Regions from separate parts of the Hordeum vulgare genome. Here region 1 is linked to region 2. The links are chromatin contacts, called in public Hi-C maps. All regions are on one chromosome and are shown on one strand. Each heading gives the region's core, a stretch centred on a gene start, on an enhancer-like site or on the middle of the called end of the contact. The rest is flanking DNA. Distances are from core to core; before and after follow the strand shown. Region 1 holds the start of LOC123409718 (exocyst complex component EXO70A1-like). Region 2 holds the start of LOC123407658 (60S ribosomal protein L17-2).

What was found. A called contact is a pair of places that touch in the nucleus more often than the background predicts.
Region 1: a contact with region 2 is called in a Hi-C map of seedling, with 2.2 times the contacts expected there. The contact joins the promoter of LOC123409718 here to the promoter of LOC123407658 in region 2. A contact is called at or near these places in 2 of 6 Hi-C or Micro-C datasets (leaf and seedling) and 1 of 1 datasets of contacts at active chromatin or transcription factors (embryo).

The regions. Positions count from the first base shown.
Region 1 is chr7H:203,132,621-203,137,927 of MorexV3_pseudomolecules_assembly, reverse strand. It overlaps LOC123409718 (exocyst complex component EXO70A1-like), which reads right to left and starts at 1,633. Exons shown (of 1, transcript XM_045102579.1): 1 at 1-1,633. The coding sequence starts at 1,039.
Region 2 is chr7H:202,949,597-202,955,582 of MorexV3_pseudomolecules_assembly, reverse strand. LOC123407658 (60S ribosomal protein L17-2) reads left to right here and starts at 3,481. Exons shown (of 7, transcript XM_045100843.1): 1 at 3,481-3,656; 2 at 3,746-3,782; 3 at 3,894-3,934; 4 at 4,878-5,108; 5 at 5,208-5,310; 6 at 5,388-5,455; 7 at 5,670-5,887. The coding sequence starts at 3,654. The coding sequence ends at 5,705. LOC123412522 (a long non-coding RNA gene) reads right to left here and starts at 2,405. Exons shown (of 3, transcript XR_006613528.1): 1 at 2,376-2,405; 2 at 1,461-1,550; 3 at 582-632.

The DNA of each region.
Region 1 (5,307 bases), core at 384-2,883, 180 kb before region 2:
CTCCGCCCTGCACGGGCCTCCGCGACGACTCGCCCTGGATGGCGCTTCCGAACTCCTCGATCGTGCGCCGCACGGTGGAGCCCAGCCGCGCGGCGACGGCTGAGACCTCGGCGCCGAAGAGCTCGCGCGCGTCTCCCGTGAACAGGGCCTCGAGCTCCGGCGCGACGTCAGCGAGCGCCTCGTACATGCCGAGCGTGCGGTAGAGCTTCTCCGTGGCGCGCGCAGACATGGCGACGGCGTCCGCGAAGCCGAGCAGCTGCAGGACGCAGCCCCTGGAGACGTCGGCAAAGCACTCGTGGCCGAGCTCCTCGTCGGACGCGAAGACCTCGTCGCAGAGCCGCCGCTCGCCGGCGAGGAGGGTCCTGACCACGACCCGGATGGCATGGTTCCACCGCCGCATCTTCTGGTCGAGCACCAGCCATTCCATCCTTAACACCTCCTCGATGGCCACGGGCTCGGCGGCGCCCAGCTGGTGCGCCACGGCCTCCGCGAGGGCGTCGCGGCGGGCGGTGACGTAAACCTGCGCGAGCTCCGGGCCGTAGCCGGCGCGCAGCATGCGGTCCGCGACGCCGCGGACGGAGGCAGCCGCGCGCGGTGAGAGGCGCGGCGACGCGTCGGGCGGCGTGGCCGCGTCGTCGAGGTCGTCCGAGGAGAGCGAGAGGCGCCGCGCGGACGAAGAGCAGAGCAGCGCGCGCGCCTCCTCCTCCAGGCGCGGCATGGCGGCCTGCACGGCCTCGGCCGCGCGGGAGGCGAGGCCGCCCTGGAGCGCGGCCGCGGTGAGGGCGTCGTCGACGGCGTACAGGTAATCGATCATGCCGGACGACGAAGACGACGAGTTGCACCGGCGGATGACGTCCTCCGCGGCCGCGAACGCCTCCTCCTCCTCCTTCTGCTCCTGCTCCCCCTCATCCCTCTCATCGCACCCGTACGCCTCCCCGGTCGCTTGACCCTCCGCCGGAGGGGACGTCGGGAGCAAGCGCGCGTCGTAGATAGACAGCACGCGCATCATGTCATCGGCGGCGTTCTTGGAGACGGCCATCCTCTTCACTATGTCCGTGGGCGGCGCCTCCGAGACCGAGGACGACGCGATCGTCCGATGGAGGAAACAGCAAGAAACCTCGCTGCTGCTTCTGCTGCTGCTTCTGCTTCTTGTTCGGTGGTCTCGTCGCCGATGGAGGTGGCGTGGGAAGACCGGGAGAAAGTATCCGCCACCTACGCCGTGGTTTTAATCGCCTTGTAGTAACGTTGACGCGCGACGGGCCAACCAACCAAACGAAGCACGGTCGCGGTTACCGTGTCAAGCAATTGCCAGATTATCAGCGCGGTTTTTGGACCGCCGCAGAATATTGAGAGGCACGGTTCATACCTGCGCTTGACAGATAAATGTCCCCGTTTCTTTTCTACTTTCTTTCTTTTCGTTTATAAAAGATGAACAACCGATTGTCTGCTTCAGTTGAATAGTAGTACTTGGACGGTTGATCCTCTGTCAGCTTCACGAAAAAGTCAGGATTAACATCATCCCCAATAGTTGCCCTGTTTGTTCTGCACGAAACTGAGATACCGCACTGATTAATTAGAGTAAGAGCATCAGGATTCATTCTTTCTTTAAGACAGCTCTCTCTCTCTCTCTCGCAGAAAAAAAAGGTGTACACAGTTGAATAGCACTCGACCTGATACATCAGTTTCTAATCGGATGGTCGCTCAAACGTGTTCTGGTGTTCATCAACGATATCCTGCGTGGACCGTGGTCAGTCTCTACTATTCTGCACTTGCTTATAGACATTTTGTAGAGATACTTGCTTAGAGAATAGAGACAAGTCAATGCCCGGCGGCCTCCTGGCCCAGTAAGCCGGCACATTTGGCCCACGAACCGCCGAAAAGTCAAGGGGAAAGACTTCTGATCTTTCATAACCGACACAGAAGGTTAGATGAACAATGGCACTTGCCCTGAAAAAGGAATTAAATAATGCTACTGTTCACTAGTCATTGTCATATCGCGAATATCTCGTTATCGTCAAGTCCACATTTGCGTAAATGTACATGATCCCGGCAATCCGATGAAAAAAGATTGAAGAGGCAAACATTCCTGTCTCCATGGACCTTTGCAACGCGGTGCATTGCTTCATCCATGTCTCTTCTCTAGCAACCATCTTGAAAGACAAATCGCTTTCTTTGGCAGTCTAGGCCAAGGAAGCGGGGGCGGCCATGCACAAGCACACGCACACACGCAATTTGGAGAGATAATTGCATCTGTCATCCTGGAAGTTGGCGGCGAGCTCCAATCCAGTCCAGGAAGTTGAGAACTGCTTCGATACTATCCTCATACACGGAAATACGTCACCAATACAGTTCTGGTACTTGGAGTTGCCGTCCCTGCTCTACGCGGCATATACTTATCACGAATACACCGAATGACACGTCACCGCATGGCCCATCCGTCAGTTAAGACCCCACCAGTCAGCTGAGACCCCACCTGTAAGTGCGGACTGGATAAGACTAGGTGAGCCAGTTCGAGGGGGAAAATCCCCAAATCCAACCCGCAACCCCCTCCGGCGATGAGTAGCTCGAGCGTGGAGAGCGAAGACGGCCGAAGTACGGCGGCGGTGGTCGTCGGCGGTGATGGATCCAACCGCAACTTGCTGGATAGGGCTTACCCACACGAGGTTTGGCGTCGTGGTGAGCCCTGTCTCCGTCCAGAGAGGAGTCGTGTCCTGCTGGCACGGACGCCATTGATGGACGCGCTGGAAGCTCGCTACCGCCAGTTCGTTCTTCTGGCCAGTGCGCTTGGAGACGGCGAGGTTGTGACACCGGCGGCTCTCCTGGCCAGCATCAAGGCGTGCTGTGGCATCCTGCCGTCGGAGGTGAGCATCCAGGTAGCGTGCCCCCCGCATGACTTGTGGCTGTTTTTCTCAACGGAGGAGAAGTGTACGCTAGTGCTGCAATCATCAATGAAGTTCAAGTGTTGCAGCCGGTGGATCCAATTTCACCGCTGGGTCAGAGAGATTCGAGCCACTGCGGCTGGTCTGGAGTACAAGCCGAAGTTAAGTTTCGTAGGGCTTCCAGATCAAGCTTGGTCGATGCAGTCAGTTATAGGTGTTCTGAAGGATTTGGGTGGTGACCTGATAGAGATGATACCGCCAAAGAACCGACGGGAGCTGGAGGTAACTGCGTGGTTCCGTGACCCATCGAAAGTGCCCAAGTTGCTGGACGTGGAGATAACGAAGCCTAAGCTTGCGCTGTGTACTGATCCTCCTCCAGAATCTCTTGATGAGTTTGTCGCGCGTGAAGAAGCGTCGTTGTACGGGCCATCCTCGCCGAAGAAGAAGACGCTAGTTTATCCTGTCATTTGTCACTTGAAAGAGGCTGTTGATCGTGGTCCTCTGCTTGCCGAAGACCTGCCGGATGAATGGCTGCCAAACGAAGGGGAGGACCTGACTCGCACACACAAATTCAGCATTGTGCTTGGCAAAATCGACGACAACGTCGATTGATGTATGTTGTAGTTTCTGTAGGCTATCTATGTTGTTCAGTTTATCGTCAATGTAGTGCATCTGGAATGTATTGGTATGTTGTAGTTCCTGTAGTGCTATCTATCTTTTGTGAACCTGGAATGTAATTCACTGATTATGTGCTGGTATGTTGCAATGTGATCATTGTTATGAAAATGAAAATGATTGTTATGACACACAAGAGACAACTTAGTGCATCAAACATGTTCACAAAAGAGACAACCTTAGTGCATCAAACATGTTCACAAAAGAGACAATCTTAGTGCATCTAACAGTTTATATATTACAAGAGGCTAGCAGAACATGTTCACATATTTCTCTTCTCTCTTCATCCACCCCTGAGCTCATCAAACATGTTCACTTTTCTTGGTTTCTTAAAAACTCTCCTCTTTTGACTAGAACTTGTTGCAGTTCTGTTCAGTGTTGGTTGTTGCTGTTGCTGACATGCATTCATCCTCTCCTCCTCAACCATTGCTTATGTAGTTTGTTGTGCCTCCTTATCTATTTGTAGAAAAGATTGTTGTCTATCAAACTCATCTGCTTGATGTATAAGAAACATTGCCTCCTCTGCAGCAAATTTAGTATTGCAAACTCTTCTTTTCTCTGCAGCAATTCTTTCTCTCTCTTGTGCCTTCAATTGTTTTGCCTCTTCCATATCCTTTCTCCTTCTCTCCATTCCTTCTTTCCTTTTGTCTGCCATGGCAAGTTTTTCCTGTAGGGATTTTAGTTTCTTTTCCTCACTAGTTTTCTTCCTCTCTTCTGCAGCAATTCTTTTTTGTTCTAATGCAGCTTGTTTCTTTGCTAAAAGTTCTTGTTTCTTCTTCTCAGCAGACAACTTGATTTTCTCCTCTTCCTCTTTTAATTTTGCAATGGCTGCATCAAATTTGGCCTGATCTGCTATCTCTCTTCTCTTAGCTGCATCTCTTAGCCTTGCTAGTGCAACAACTTCTCTCTTCCTATGTACATCTCCTGTTTTTCTTGCAGTTGTAGGTTCAATTGCAGGCTGTGATAGGTCCTGTTGCTGCTGTATGAAAGCATTTTCTGGCAGTGGCCCTTGCACAATCTCATCTCTCTGCCTTGCCTCTCTCTGCATTTGTAAAGATGTTACTATCTCTGGCTGATAAAATTGTTGTTCATGGTTAATAACCCTTGCTGTTTGAAGATTGATATCCTGCATAGATGCAACAGTTTCTTCATCTGAAGAGGACACATCTGGCTCTGCTCTAACTCTTTGACTTTTAGATAGTTTCTTAGGTTTCAACCCTAACTTCCAGTCCAAGCATCCATTTATGTTATGACCAGCAGTACCACAGTATCCACAATGGATTACTGTACCTGACTTACTGATTTGAACACCTCTTTTCCCCTGTTTCTCTTCAGGTTGTTTTCTCCTATTCCTTGCCCTTCTTCCTTTCTTTTTCTGAAATGGTGGTGGTATGATTTTTCTTCCATTCATCTTTGCCCACTCACTCACATCTTTGCAAGGCATAATAATGTGCTCATATGCCTTGCAATATGTTTCAATTGAATAACAAGAGTTCACCCTTGATTCTGGTGGTATCTTGTCATATCTGAGAGCAGAGACTCCATGAGAACATGGGATACCAGACAAGTCCCATCTTTTGCAGCTACACTTCTCCATTTTTGTGTCCACACTAAATTCCACACCTCTGTCATTTACTACAAACAATCCTTTTCTAGCTGGTGCAGCATGGCAAGTTCTTGCAAATTCAATATTCTTATCCAATTTTTTCTTAATCTTTGGACAAATAGTCCCATGCCACTTCAAACTCTCTTG
Region 2 (5,986 bases), core at 2,232-4,731:
AAAGGACTTTCACGACTTCATATTCATAGGATCTATGATTATCTGCATTTGATCCCCACTGCATGTTCCATCCCTTATAAAGAGCCCATACCTCACCCTTACTGGGATGTACTTCATATTTCCTCCGTTTGCCTTCCATGAAACAATATGTGAAAATATGAGTCTGTCTTGCGATATATCTGTTTTTCCTAAGCTAAAGCTTCCACAAGCAACAGGCAGTTCTTCATCAGACCATTTCTCCTCTGCTTCATTCATTGCAATGCGCTCCAGCCAAGTGAGATGAACTTTAAAGTTGGAGGCATCAAAACCTTTTATTTTAGCATAACATCTTGGCATGCCATCAAGGTTATCAAAAAGGGCCTAGATCTGACAAATTGCAAATAGATTAGCATCCCTCAACTTCTCAGAATCAAAAAATCTGAGTTAACATACAATTTAGTATTTATAAAGAGAACATAATCCTTCTGGACAGTTGATTGTATAGGAAGCACTAATCACAGTATCTTGTGATATAAGGCTTTCATACAGATTTTTCTTGCACTTCCATTTTAAACATTACATTAAGCAAAATGGAGACAAACCTGGTGCTTCACATGTTTTGAACATATTTCCCTACCTTCTTTACGAAAAATCTATTTGAGAGGAAATGAAGAAAACGAAGTTAAAGACCATACATCCTACCAGTCCTACAATTGTACAGAATCAACAAGAAGATCGAGTACTTCAAAACAAGAAATAAGGGAATGAAAAACGAATGGAATTAACAAACAACCAGTCAATTTTTTTTTTCTGTTTCCTGGTCAAAAGAAAAAAAAAGTATAGCAAGACCACAAAACATGTGCAACCAAAGCTTCTTTATTTTTGGCAACTATGTACATGAAACTATATTCTGAAACTTCTGAACCAACTATTGACCAAATGACGAAGACAGAGTTCCAGCAACACTCTTGACCAAGTGGCGAACCAGTTCCAGGTCGCCGATTTTGCATGTAAATGGCAAATGATTTTGCATGCAGTCTTGAACTAATGTCTGGATTAAAGTTTCTGATAACTGCATCTTTTTGCAAAGGAAGCTCATACGTTCGACTTGAGGCTCTGTTACCAAAATATTGCAGTAATCGGGACATGACCTCATGATTTCCCCACATTTTACAAACAACAGTTTCAACATGATAGCCATTTCCTTCAAAATACAATGCCAGATTGTGGGAAGACCCACGAGCAACATGGACGTTTGTACCTCATGATTCTTCCTCTACGCTAGGATGCCACAAGACACTGCAACCAAGATTTCATAATTTGATTACACTAACAGGTCCAAGAATTTAACATGAATAAGCAGAAACGAAAAAAATTCCTAGTTCTGCTTTCTACAAAAAATAGGCAAGTGCAACAATGCTCATGTGGTCATAGCACCAAAGAATCACAAGTGAGAAGAGTGGCCAAGATTCAGGTCATACCTTGTTCTTGAGCTTACTCCAGGGTAATTTCCCCTTTGCTTGCGGTAGTTTGTCCTGCTTGGATTTCACCTTTGCTTGTGATAGTTTCTCCTGCTCCACAGAATTTAGCATCAAGACCATACATTTCGGATTAGCAAAGGTGAAAGGGATAAAAAAATTGAAATGTTGAGTCATCCAAATCCTTTCTACTCTTGCCAATTATTCATATGAACCGAGTTTTGAGGCTTCGGAGCCAGTTTCAGCCTTTCAGGCAACATATGGCAAAATGGAAAAAGCATAGAGCCAAGGATCCTGATAATGCACGTTTGGCCATGTAATCCCGAGCAAACATTCAGATAAACTTCTCCTATAACACCATTCATCTACACAGGAAACTACTACATTTTGGCATCAATATTTTCTTGCCAAAATATGACAACAAGCCAGCAACTACTGCAAAGACATGATCCTCATATCTCCCCACACTTTTCACTTGCAGCAAAAGTGCAAAACATGCTATCATACCAATTAGAAGAATCAAGAAGAACACCTAAATCTTTAGCAATTTCGAATAATCACAATAAGATACTCACCTGTCTTTAAATTTCATAACGCACCGCAAGTATAGCTCGAGTAATAATCAGGAAATACCTAATCGTCAAACTGTCCCCCAACATTTTCCCGAGATTTCGTTTCTACTACTAAATCATCCATGATTTTTAACAGACATTGAGATCACAATTCCACATTCCGAACAGAAAGTCAAGCAAGAAAGACCAGATTCACGCCACACATACATGTTCCTTCCTATACATCTCCTCTTCCACGCGCAACGAGTTGAACTGCTCGAGAAGAAACCAAGAAACGCTCAAGAACGCACTCCAGAGACTCCAAGAACCCCAAGAAACAACAAGAGCACGTCGCAGAGGCCATCACCTGCTGTTTCCATCTTCTGTTCTCCTCCTCATCGGTCGCCTACTCTTGAGTCAGTCGCTGGATAACCATCTGGTCGAACACCGTCTTGGAGTCGAACAACTGCGCCACCGCGTCGGGCACCTCCTCGGCCACCTGCTCTTGAATCAGCCGCTCGATGACCACCTGGTCGAGCACCATCTTGGAATCGAACAGCTGCGCCGCCGCGCCGGGCACCTCCTCTGCCACCTGCTCTTGAATCAGCCGCTCGATGAGCATCTGATCGAACATCGTCTTGGGGTCGAGCAGCTGCACCTCCGTCGTCTCCTCCACCACGGGGTCGCTCCACCTCACCCGCCTGAACCTAGCGGCCGCAGCGGCACTCGACTCCGCGCCTTGGAAGGCTCTGAATGCCGCGGCGTAGTCGTGGGAGCGGGTGGAGGAGCTGATGCTGCTGCCCGAAGAGCTCCGCCTCGGAGAAGGAGGGGCAGGATCCTTGCCCTTCCGGGGATCCACCACCGTGGCGGGGCTCGACGCACTTCACCTGCGAGCGGATCCTGCCGACCTCGTCCAGACTCGACGACCGCGGAACAGGGATGGGCATCGTGGAGCGAGGGATATGGGGTCGCGGTGGCGGAGGAAACCCTCGCGTTCTCGTGCGGGGCAACAATTTGATGGAGGCCGCCTCCCTCCCTCCACGCGAGCACGACCGGCGACGGCCAGATGGAGGCGACCTCCCTCCTCCTGCGCCGTCCTTCACGTCGCCGCGGCTGGAGAGGGAGCATATGGATAAGATGAAATAAAGGATCGCGATTAAAATTCTTACAAATATAGGGGGCTTTCTGAAAACACAAAGCGTTTTCTCTATCCATTTACATAGAGACTGCGTGTTGAATACCTAGAAACGGAGGGGCTTTTATGTAAAAACGCGGCGACGGACGCGCCAGAAGTCGTCGGTGCTTTATTAGTATAGGGAAGGGATAGGGATAGGGATAGATAGGGAGAGATTAAACAAAGCGTAAGTTGGGTTTGGTGTCGCTCACGCGGGTGGTTTCTATTTATCGCTCAGTGCGACAAGCTGTCACCGATAAATCCACAACCGAGCTAGCGGAGCGACAAAACCTGGGCCGGCTTATCCTCATCGGACCGTAAGCCCATGAAGAGCTGCTAAGCTCTAGGGTTTCTCGCCTCCTCATAGACCTCCGCCGCCTCCTCAGTTTTCCCCTGTTGGAAGAGTTCGTGCGAAGGCCAGCACACACCCTCCCATCCCTCCTCTCCGGCCACAACCCCACCGCCGCCGCCATGGTAAGCCTCGCCCCTCTCTTCTCAGGCACAATCCTCTGCCTGCTGTATGTGCCGTTCCTCTGACATCCCCGCCGTTGCATCCGTCGCAGGTGAAGTACTCGAGGGATCCGTCCAACCCGACCAAGTGTAAGATCTCCCATCCCTCTGTCCCCTCGATGATTTCTTTCTTTCTTGCTTTGTGGTTCGCCTTCTCCTTGCGGTGGGTTTTGATCCGATGTTTCGTGCTTTCGTGCGCAGCGGCCAAGGCATGTGGCAAGGATCTCAGGGTCCACTTCAAGGTACGTTTCGTGAACCTGCTCTACGCGAGATCTTTTGTCTGCGGTGTAGCTCTGCTGGTTGATTGATCCCAGACTAGCGTGCTTGTCAATTTTCACGCGATCTTGTTGATTTAGGGTTAGGGATTGTGCCAATGGCGTGATTTTGAACTGTGATAAACATAGCGAGTAAAGGTTCTGGTCTGTTGTTTGCATGAACAGTCCCTGAGTTGTCACTTTGTGAAGCTGCTGCATGTTGCTTCAGTTTTGAAGTCTGTGTTTTGCACATTAAATTTTGGCAAATATCATACAGTGTAGTGGCAACATTGAGTATTGTTGTGTTCATTGCTCGCTTCATAGTTGTCACTTTGTGAAGCTGCTGCATGTTGCACTGCTCAATCTCCTAAGTCTCAGTGATCTTTTGCCCCCTTTCTAAAAGTCTAGATTAATCTTTTAGAAGATTCTCGCTCCGATACATTCAAGTCAGGATTAATCGTTTAGAGGATTCTGTATCCTAATAGTTTAGTTTACGTTATGTGATATCTTCCCATCTTCTTGTTTCTTATCTTTACATTGCATAAGTTGAATAATCTCAGTTATGAGCACCCCAAATATTCGTTAGCCTGCTCTATTTAGTATTATTTGCTGTCGAGGCATGTATACCAAGCATTGCTCACTCTCTGTACTTGGTGAAAAATATCCCATGTACGTAATATATTACCATTTCTTCCTAGGGCTAATAATTTGTAAAGGAAGGAAATGGGCTGTTGGCCTGTAGTCTTTTCTCTGTCAGTTTTTGCATCTGTAAAACTAAGTTCAGTTATTTTATCATAGACTCTGGTGCCAGCACAGTTCTTTCTTGTTCATTTCTGTGCTACGCTGATATTGCAGTAGCATCATTGTCAAATTGGTATATCTTCTCTTGTTTGTTTTGCTTGTTTTGCTAACCTGTTAATACTGGATGCAGAACACACGCGAGACAGCTTTCGCTCTTCGCAGGATGCCTTTGGGCAAGGCTAAGAGGTACCTTGAGGATGTTCTCGCTCACAAGCAAGCAATTCCCTTCCGTAGATACTGCAGAGGTGTGGGCCGTACTGCACAAGTAAAGAACCGCCAGCCAAATGGGCAGGGTCGCTGGCCTGCAAAGTCGGCCCAGTTCGTGCTGGATTTGCTGAAGAATGCTGAGAGTAACGCTGAAGTATGCTGCTGCTTTATCCTTCTCATTCTATTTTTGATATGCATCATAGTCTCTCAACTTTTGTTTTGGTTAACCGAAGATCTGTTTCTTATTGTACAGGTTAAAGGCTTGGATGTCGACAACCTCTACATTTCACACATCCAGGTGAACCAAGCCCAAAAGCAGAGGCGCCGGACGTACCGTGCTCATGGACGCATCAACCGTAAGTTGTCAAGCGTGTTATATTGAAATGTCTAGTTTGCTTTCATCGGACATGGTGCTAATGTTTCTTGATGGCAGCTTACATGTCCAACCCCTGCCACATTGAGCTGATCTTGTCAGAGAAGGAAGAGCCTGTGAAGAAGGAGGTATGCTCATTTTATCCCTTTGCATTTATTTCAGTTATTCCTGGTTTGAAACTTGTATTTTTTGTCAATGTTTTCTAACTATCTAAAATGAAACTCTCAAGAAAATTACCTTTAAATCGGTGTTACAATAATTACATTGCCATGCTCTCTGTTCTTATATGCGCTTTGTTTAGCTGTGTCTCGTAATGCATGTATATATTGTCTCCTTTTGTAGGCTGACAACGTCGTTGCACCAAGGAAAGCTATCTAAGCTAACGGAGTGGCTGCATTTGTCTGAGAATCTTAGTTGTAGTTCCTTTCAAGTACCTTTGGTGGCAGTGTTTGTTGCCTCCTAGATGTTTTTGGTACCAACATGGAGTAAGGATTTGTTAAGGTTGATGCTATCCTTGTGATTGCGAATGGTCTTTATATATGCTAAAACTGTTTCGGATATTCGAGCATTAGCCCACCAGAACTTGTTTCTTAGAGATCTTTGTCCTTTCGGGCTGTACACTTAAGAGTTTGGCAATTCACTTTTTGGTTGCTTTGAAT